2 separate regions of the Hordeum vulgare genome follow, and region 1 is linked to region 2. The links are chromatin contacts, called in public Hi-C maps. All regions are on one chromosome and are shown on one strand. Each heading gives the region's core, a stretch centred on a gene start, on an enhancer-like site or on the middle of the called end of the contact. The rest is flanking DNA. Distances are from core to core; before and after follow the strand shown.

Region 1 (4,325 bases), core at 321-2,820, 290 kb after region 2:
ACAGGAGGAAAAGTGTTGGAAAAGTGGATATGCTGGAGATGTATCAGACACAACGCCGACGTGGATCGTGTGAACAAGGTGGGCTGATGGGTTGATGTTTGAGCCAACCCACCCCGTCGATGGTGAAGGTGAGCGAGCCATACGTGAGGCTCTTCCCCGACGGGACATCACCGGAGGCTAGGGAAGATATGATCTGAGACCAGACTCCAACCAACGCTGCCCGTGTTTGGCGCGCCAATTGATGGTGCAGCAAACCACCATATCCCTTGGTAGGGCCCCTTATTTAGCCGGAGGTCATAAATCGGAGGTCGCACAGGGAATTTACCCAGGTTCAGGCCTCCGAAGAGTAATACCCTACATCTTGCTTGCGTTTGCTATTCATGATTGAGCTATACCTCGTGTGAGTGGTTACAATGATGTAGATAAGATGTCTACCGAGATTTGGTCTATCTGAGAATATATGAGAATGAGAGCTCCCTAGCATTCCCTTATATACATGGTGGAGGCTGGGTTTTACAAAGGGGGATGCGATCTAGGAAGGTGTCGCCATCAACTTGGAGGTCAAGATGATCACCGGTGCTTATCCTCCCCTTTGGCCTCCCCTCTGTGTTTGGCCTTGTGAGCCCTTTAGCAGGCCTTATGCCGCGCTCCCGTCGATGATCCACCCCCACGTGTATGGCGCCGTCACCTGTGATGCCTTCTTTGTGATAAGAAGCCTCAAACCCCGCAACAATACTCCTTAACCGTGTGGCGACTCGCTCTCCTTAACTTGAGGTGCTTGGTGGTGGAACCTTGCAACATGCATATGCCGCCCGCGACATCAAAGATCTTGAGCAGACGCCGTTGCGATGAGAAGCGAAAGATCTCTGGATAGCGGTGATCCTCATGTTCTAGCACGATTGATTCCACCGAAACGCCATCTTCAATGGGGCGAGACCTTCCTCACGAGACATCATTGAGGCTCGTCCGTCACAAGGGCAAGCAATGGTGGAAAGCCGACTCCTTCTTACCGGACGTTTCGCGGCCATGGGTGCTCTGCCGCCGTTCTCTGCACGTTCTAGCGAGGAGCGCCCCTTTGTGAGATGGCCGGCTAGCGCCTATCTAGCGCTCTACGCCTAAGCGGTGCTACCGGCTTCTTCACCACCACTTCTATGAAATTGGTACACCAATCCATGGCGCATCCGCACACAAAAAAAAAAAGGAAAGAAAGAACAGCATGACCAATTCACCGCGTAGCACATGTGGGGGAAGGAAATCATGGTGGCGCATTCGGCCAGCAGCGAGCCACCACCCGAAACCAAACAGGTAGTGCCAGCCGCGCGGGCCTGAGTTGTCCGCACGCACAGGCGCACGTCGTCCGTCAGATCGCTCGGCGAGGGAGGCCACTTGTTCGTTCGTTCGTTCCATTCCATTCCATTCCCCCCCGAAAAAACAAAAACGAACGCCAGCCGGGTCGTGGGGCCGCGAGAGCCAGCCGGGGCGACGAGTGCGGCCGTCCCCTGCCCAAAACCCACCCCGTCGCCCGCCTCCCCGCTATACATACCCCCCTCCCCACCACCCCAACCCTACCGCTCACCCTCGCCCCCTCCTCCTCCTCATCCTCCACCACCACCGTCGTCGCACGACCGGACCGCCGGCGCCGCTGCCCCGCCCTCCCCACCCCGGTAACGACCATCTCATGCCCCCCCTCCTCCTCCTCCCCGCCCCGATCGATCATTCTCTCCCCAGATGAGATCCGCCCCGCATTGCGCGCCCCCTTGCGCTCACCATCAGGCCCGATCGATCCGATCTCGCGGCGGGCCCCGGCGCCGGCTCCCCCTCTTCCCGCCGCGGATCCGACCGGATCTCGCGGAATGGGAGCGAGCGAGCGCCCGCCGCGTTTTTTTTTATTTTCGTGCCGCCGCGGGAATGTAGATCTGCCGCCCGCGATCTGGGCCGTTTCGGGTGCCGGAGCGCTCCGATCCGCGCCGCGGTGCCAGAGAACCATGCTCTCTCTGTTCCCTTATTAACTGTTCTTGTCGCTAAGCCTCGCGGTTAACATGCCAGCCATTGCGGTTAGGGGTTCCTCGTGAACTGATTGATAGTACTACTCATCATGTTTCTTCGAAGGAGAAAAATAATAATCTCTGCATTTATTTAGCCAGCGTCCTTCACTGCTAGGATGCGTAGATTCTCCTTTGATCGACCGATCGATGTGTAATAATAACCGTGGCTTCCTGCGAGCTTCTGCTGTAGGTAGAAAATGGCTGACGCCGAGGACATCCAGCCCCTCGTCTGCGACAATGGTACCGGTATGGTCAAGGTGAGCCGCTGCATCCCACGAGCGTTCTTGCATCTTTGGTTCAGGGAAATGCCGCAGTGCTCTTTGTGACATAACACTTGTGGTGGTGATGATGCTTGCAGGCTGGGTTCGCTGGAGATGATGCTCCCAGGGCTGTCTTCCCCAGTATCGTGGGCCGCCCACGCCACACCGGTGTCATGGTCGGGATGGGGCAGAAGGACGCCTACGTCGGTGACGAGGCGCAGTCCAAGAGGGGTATCTTGACTCTCAAGTACCCCATTGAGCACGGTATCGTCAGCAACTGGGACGATATGGAGAAGATCTGGCATCACACCTTCTACAACGAGCTCCGTGTCGCCCCAGAGGAGCACCCCGTCCTTCTCACTGAGGCGCCGCTCAACCCCAAGGCCAATCGTGAGAAGATGACCCAGATCATGTTCGAGACCTTCAACACTCCTGCTATGTATGTCGCCATCCAGGCCGTCCTCTCGCTGTATGCCAGTGGTCGTACCACAGGTGAGCTCATCTATATTCAGCTCTTCTTTTGAATTAGGAATCCTGGAATTTAGCATGTTCACATGTAGACGAGATTAATCTGTAAAATCTGTCAATTTGTTTTGTGTAGCACTAGTTTTGTTCTATGACATGTGGTAAATATTTTTCAACCAAACCTGATAGGCAGTTAATTGTCATCCTCTCCCACACTGTCAATTCAACACATTTTTTAATTTTATCAATAACTCGATGTACCTCATTGAACTCCTCAGGTATTGTGCTGGACTCGGGAGATGGTGTCAGCCACACTGTCCCCATCTACGAAGGATACGCTCTTCCCCACGCTATCCTCCGTCTTGACCTGGCTGGGCGTGATCTCACCGATTACCTCATGAAGATCCTCACTGAGCGTGGTTACTCATTCACCACCACTGCTGAGCGGGAAATTGTGAGGGATGTGAAGGAGAAGCTGTCCTACATTGCACTGGACTACGACCAGGAAATGGAGACTTCCAAGACCAGCTCTTCTGTGGAGAAGAGCTACGAGCTTCCTGATGGGCAGGTTATCACCATTGGTTCCGAGCGTTTCCGTTGCCCTGAGGTCCTCTTCCAGCCATCCTTCATCGGGATGGAAGCTGCAGGTATCCATGAGACCACCTACAACTCCATCATGAAGTGTGACGTGGATATTAGGAAGGATCTGTACGGCAACATTGTTCTTAGTGGTGGTACCACTATGTTCACTGGAATCGCTGATAGGATGAGCAAGGAGATCACTGCCTTGGCTCCTAGCAGCATGAAGATTAAGGTTGTTGCTCCTCCTGAAAGGAAGTACAGTGTCTGGATCGGAGGATCCATCTTGGCATCTCTCAGCACCTTCCAGCAGGTAAATAAACATTACAGCATCGTGCTTCATTCATTTCATTCATGGATATTTCGTTTCTTTGCTTACAGTGTTGCTTGGTTGTTGTTGCAGATGTGGATTGCAAAGGCTGAGTACGACGAGTCTGGCCCATCCATCGTGCACAGGAAATGCTTCTAATTCTTCGGACCCAAGAATGAAAGCCAGGAGGAGCCTTTATCGCGACCCTCCTGCCGCTTCGCCTCCCTCTTTTGTTGCTGTTTCTTCGTTAGCGTGGACAAAGTTTTCGGCTGGCCTACCGGTTACCGTTTTCTCCTATTCAAAGACTGTAATATCTATTGCTACTTGTGCTTGTCCCTCGTGATTTTGGACACATGAGTTCGGTTTATTCAATCAAATTTAATCAGATGCCTGGTGAGGCTACTAGAGAAATACGGCTGGTGTTTTTGATTTCATTTGTCATGTGTCATCACTACCCTGTTAAATGAATGAATAATATGAATTGTCTTGATCCTACATGGTGTTGTCCCATAAAGGTTTTGCTGTGCAAGCAATGTTGTATCTTGTTGAGTTCATTTCGACCCTACAACCAAATGCTCTGCTATTTTTCTTTTTGAAAGGAATCCTCTGCTAATTACTCCCTCCGTCGTGAAATGTAAGACGTTTTTTGATACTACGATAATGTCA
Region 2 (4,334 bases), core at 1,243-3,742:
GACGGCTGGGGGGTGTGGTGGTCGGAGAATAGCGGCGGCGCCGTCGGCGGGGCGGGGCGGGAGAGGGGGTGGAGGCACTGGAATTTCTGGAAGTTCTTGTGTCCTCGACACACGGGCCACGGGCGGACAAGGGTGTGCGGCGAGCGCGTCTGCGCGATGTCTGTTTCCCCCAAACTGGGCGCAAGTTTGGGTCAGGGACGGATCGAAAACGGACGAAATCAAGACATTTGTTCGTTTGGGTCCGCGCGTTGGGCCGTGGTTTTCGTCTGTCCTACCCCAAACGGACGCGCGTGGACAAGATGGGGTCGCGCGGTGGAGTTGGCATAATAACCATGGCACGCAGCGCAGGTTCAGATGAAAAATCCATCGAGGAACGACGCGGTCACTCACTAGCAGCGGCGGGAAGACGTGCACGGCGCACGCGTGCATGACGGCCATGAAAAATGCAACGGCTGCTGATCGGTTGCGTGCGTGTGTCGAGACGTCGGCCTCTCGAACTGCTCCTTCCAGGCATCGGGATCCCCATCGACATGGCTGCTGTCGCTCGAGCCTGCTGTCAGGAATATCCAGGCCCACGTCTCCCCCTCCCTCTCCTGCTCTCCCTGCTCTCAGAGCCTCAGGGAGACACGAGGCGCTCCATCAAGCATGTCATTCACCAGCATACGCCATCACGATTTTACAGTCCATATCATCGTCTCACCATGGCCAACGTAACAAGGCCGATCAGTGTGAGACGAATCACCCAAAGATAAGGTTCGACAGAAAGACAACTACGCAGAAGGAGACTACCTCCACCGTTCAAAACGGTCGGCGTTCGGACACGACGACGAGACCACACCCAGCCATTGAAAATGGAGGGCGGCAGCAACGCAGCCACCCGAAGAACGTCCTCCACCGTCATCAGCGTGTGCCTACCGGAAACTGCAGCCAGGACACACCAGGACAAATAGGCCTGGCCGAGCCCCGACCAAGTCCCGGAGCTCGTAAAGCCCCCGCCGCCATGTTGCGCATGTAGGCCGCCGCCGCCGCTACCCTCATGCAGCCCAAAATCTCAGCCGTACATGGATAAGCCCGTAAAGCACCGTCGTCATGTTGCAACAGTGCAACATCAGCGCTGTCATCCCATCGTGAGCCGCGTCGCAAGCCAACCAGAAGCAACGAGACAGGCCCAATCTAATCCAAATCGGGCCCTAAGGGGGTGGGGAGGGTAGATCTGGGCTTGCACGGACCCAGCCAGTAGCACCTAGGCCTCGCTCAAGCCTAGTTGAGCCAGCTCACTAGAGCATCAAGAGTTAGCGGCTTGGCTCGGCTCATTCACATAACGAGCTCTAAGGGTGTGTTTGGTTCTCTCGGTGCATCCATGATGCATTGCATGAAGGAGCTTGGGTGGAGCTGGCCTGGTTGAGGTGATGCAAAAAGGATTTGAGATGTGTGTTTGGTGCACTGCGTGATATGGGTCAGGCCTAGCTCAGATTTTGTTTGGTATGTTGCATTTGAAGTTCTATGAGAGATGCAGCATTAGCATCCCCATCAGCAGCAGTAGCAGCAGTCGTCTCAGGTTTATTCCAATAAAAACAAATTCAGAACCACAAGCTTCAAGGTTTACAATTCAGAACCAACGGCCGAACCAAGTAGGAGATCGAGCAACCATGCAGGAGATTTGCAGCTGGTCCCTTGCTTCCTCACACAAGTGGATCGAGCGGACAACAACTCTCACAACCAGATCTAGTGGGTGGCTGCGAGTGAGGGTGTGCTGTGTACGTGCCGCCGTATTCCCGTGCTTGCTCTGACGGTCAGATCGGCGGGGAGGCGGGGGGCGAGGACGACGACGAGATCCATGCTGGAAGACGGGAAGGAGGGCTTGGGACGGAAATGAGGGGGAATAGAGAAGGAGAGATGCCTTGCCACCGGTGACGAGATGCGGCGGCAAAGACGAAACAGGGGCGATGAAGATGCGGCCGGGATCCACTTGCGTTGCACCAGAGGAGAGAGCAAGGGAAATACGAGACGACGGACCGGGGAGGAAACCTAGCTAGAGAGTTTGCACGGGCGGGTGCAGGCTCGTGAAAACGACGGATCCCTGCGTGCGAGCTCAGCCTGGCTGGGGGGTCTATTTTGCATCAACCGGGCCTGGCCGAGAGAGACGTCCAACCTACCAAACGTCGCGAATATTGCATGGTGGGTGCGATGCAGGTGCGAGCCAAGGAACCAAACATGCCCTAAGTTCAAAATGGGCCCAACTCATGTGACTCACGAGTTAGCTCGTTGTTTCTAAAAGAGAAACGTTAAACTCGTCATAGGCAACAAAGCATATGGGAGTATGTTTTTTCGCAGCGGCGGGAAGACGTGCACGTCGCACGCGCGCAGGACGGCCACGGAAAAAGGGCAACGGCTGCTGATCGGCTGCGTGCGTGTGTCGAGACGTCGGCCTCTCGAACTGCTCCTTCCTGGCACCGGGTAGGAAGGATCCCCCTCGGCTCGGCTGCTGTCTCTCGAGCCTGCTGTCAGGAATATCCAGGCCCACGTCCCCCCCTCCCCCTCCCCCTCCTGCTCTCTCTCTCTCTCTCTCTCTGGTCTCAGATCCTCGGAGAGACACGAGGCGCGCGCAGCATCAGGGAACGGGGGATCTTTTCTCTGCGGCGGCGAGGAGCTCGCCGATCGCGCTTGTCAGTTTCCGACGGGGAAGCGTGGAGAGTTCTCCAGGCGGGCGTGGATCGACCACTCGCCTGCGCCACAAGCAGAAGCAGAGACGTGCGGCGGTGGCCGGCCGTGGAGCTGCCAAGTCTCCGGGACGGCTGCGTCCTTGTCCGTGTAGACCCCGGAGAGGCGGACGGCGGCCCACGACCCCCCGTGGAACTGTGCCGTGGGTTTCTTTCTTGCTTTCTTTCCCGGACGTGTGTGTATGGCTGTTGTGGACTGGTGCTTCTGTGAAGGGAGTGGGTGCAGTGTTTGGTTGTTTAACAGGTTACGTCAGTGTGGCACGAGATCCTGGTTTTTGTGGTGTTTGAAAAGGATGGTTGAGGGGACGGGAGCCAGGATTTCGACATAGGGGAAAAGCGGAATTGATATCACCCATAAAAGTTGGAGTTTCTTGAACGTCATTTATCAAATCTACCATGAATGAGTCCTACATATGCATCAGAATGAAACTACCATCACTTGTACACAGACCAGAACAACATTGGCCGCCCAAATAACATTATCACCGACAGGTTTCTGGCCGGTCAGTGCCTTGGGGTCAATGATGACTTCTGACCGCCTACCAGTTAGTGGTAGCGATTCAGTTCACCATCGTATGCATGCACTTTATTTACGTATGTTATCAGCAATACAAACGAAATTGATAGAAAGATAAGAACACAATACGCATGCATAATCATCCATTTGCACATTGCTTTTCATAACAAAATTCACATGGTTCATAGTCAACAATTTGAGAATGCTAGCTAGCCAAAACTACACATGCACTTCACAATTGAGACTCTTAACAAACTAGATTGTGAACCAACAATTCGAGAGTACTAGCCAAAGGTACACACTTCACAGTTGAGCCTCTTAGCAAACTAGGGAAAATACTTATATTTTCTAACTGATCTCTCTCCTACTTCATAAACCCCTTAGTCATCTTCATTTGTGCAGTGCCACAAAAATGTAAGTCTGCACAAACAAAATTCGTAAGACAATTAACATAAACATTTATTGGTTTATTTAATACAAATGTAGTTAACATAAACATTTATTGGCCATGCGCGGGAGTAGCTGGTGCCTACTAGGCGTAAGATTTCATCATCTCTTCTTTCATTTTTGTGAAGTGTAACTAAAATATATAGCAGCTGCAATAGAACTATTTTATTTAGATCTAGGTGAGTTTCATTAGATATTGACAAGTAAAATAATATGCATAAATCAAGTATGTCGTCAGACAATATTTCACTATATCTCCAAATTAATGAGGGAGTTAGTTGCATTTATACTGTTTTTGTGAAATATTCATCACTATATTGTGACATATAATATGAACATGGGTAATGTATACTCCAGGGCACAATAACCCGGCAAGAGCATTTTCTAACATATATATGGTAGAGTAATATTTTCGAACATATTCATAGGTACATGAACGACATAGCAATTGTAAGGTTCACAACAACACAATTACATGTATCATAGTAACACTTCCATGACATGCATTGGATAATTGAAATTGCAAGATGGTTAAGGGGGAATGGAGCCCACCGTCAGTGGCCGGCGTGGCGACCGCCGAACAATGCAATACATGTCGGTTCTACCACCCCACACCGAGGCACGATCGACATAGACAGAAGCAAAGCAGA

The links. A called contact is a pair of places that touch in the nucleus more often than the background predicts.
Region 1: a Hi-C map of seedling shows a contact between it and region 2, with 2.1 times the contacts expected there. The contact joins the promoter of LOC123447531 here to the enhancer-like site in region 2. A contact is called at or near these places in 1 of 6 Hi-C or Micro-C datasets (seedling) and 1 of 1 datasets of contacts at active chromatin or transcription factors (embryo).

The regions. Positions count from the first base shown.
Region 1 is chr4H:20,110,017-20,114,341 of MorexV3_pseudomolecules_assembly, forward strand. LOC123447531 (actin-1) reads left to right here and starts at 1,571. Exons shown (of 5, transcript XM_045124140.1): 1 at 1,571-1,664; 2 at 2,236-2,302; 3 at 2,404-2,797; 4 at 3,049-3,662; 5 at 3,753-4,154. The coding sequence starts at 2,243. The coding sequence ends at 3,818.
Region 2 is chr4H:19,823,054-19,827,387 of MorexV3_pseudomolecules_assembly, forward strand. No RefSeq gene overlaps it. Among protein-coding and RNA genes, the nearest start is that of LOC123447527, 11 kb to the left of the region's middle. Within about 2 kb of position 2,493, at least 3 of the 3 cell types and tissues checked have open chromatin away from gene starts, as enhancers often do. A contact at or near this core is called in seedling, where this site is marked.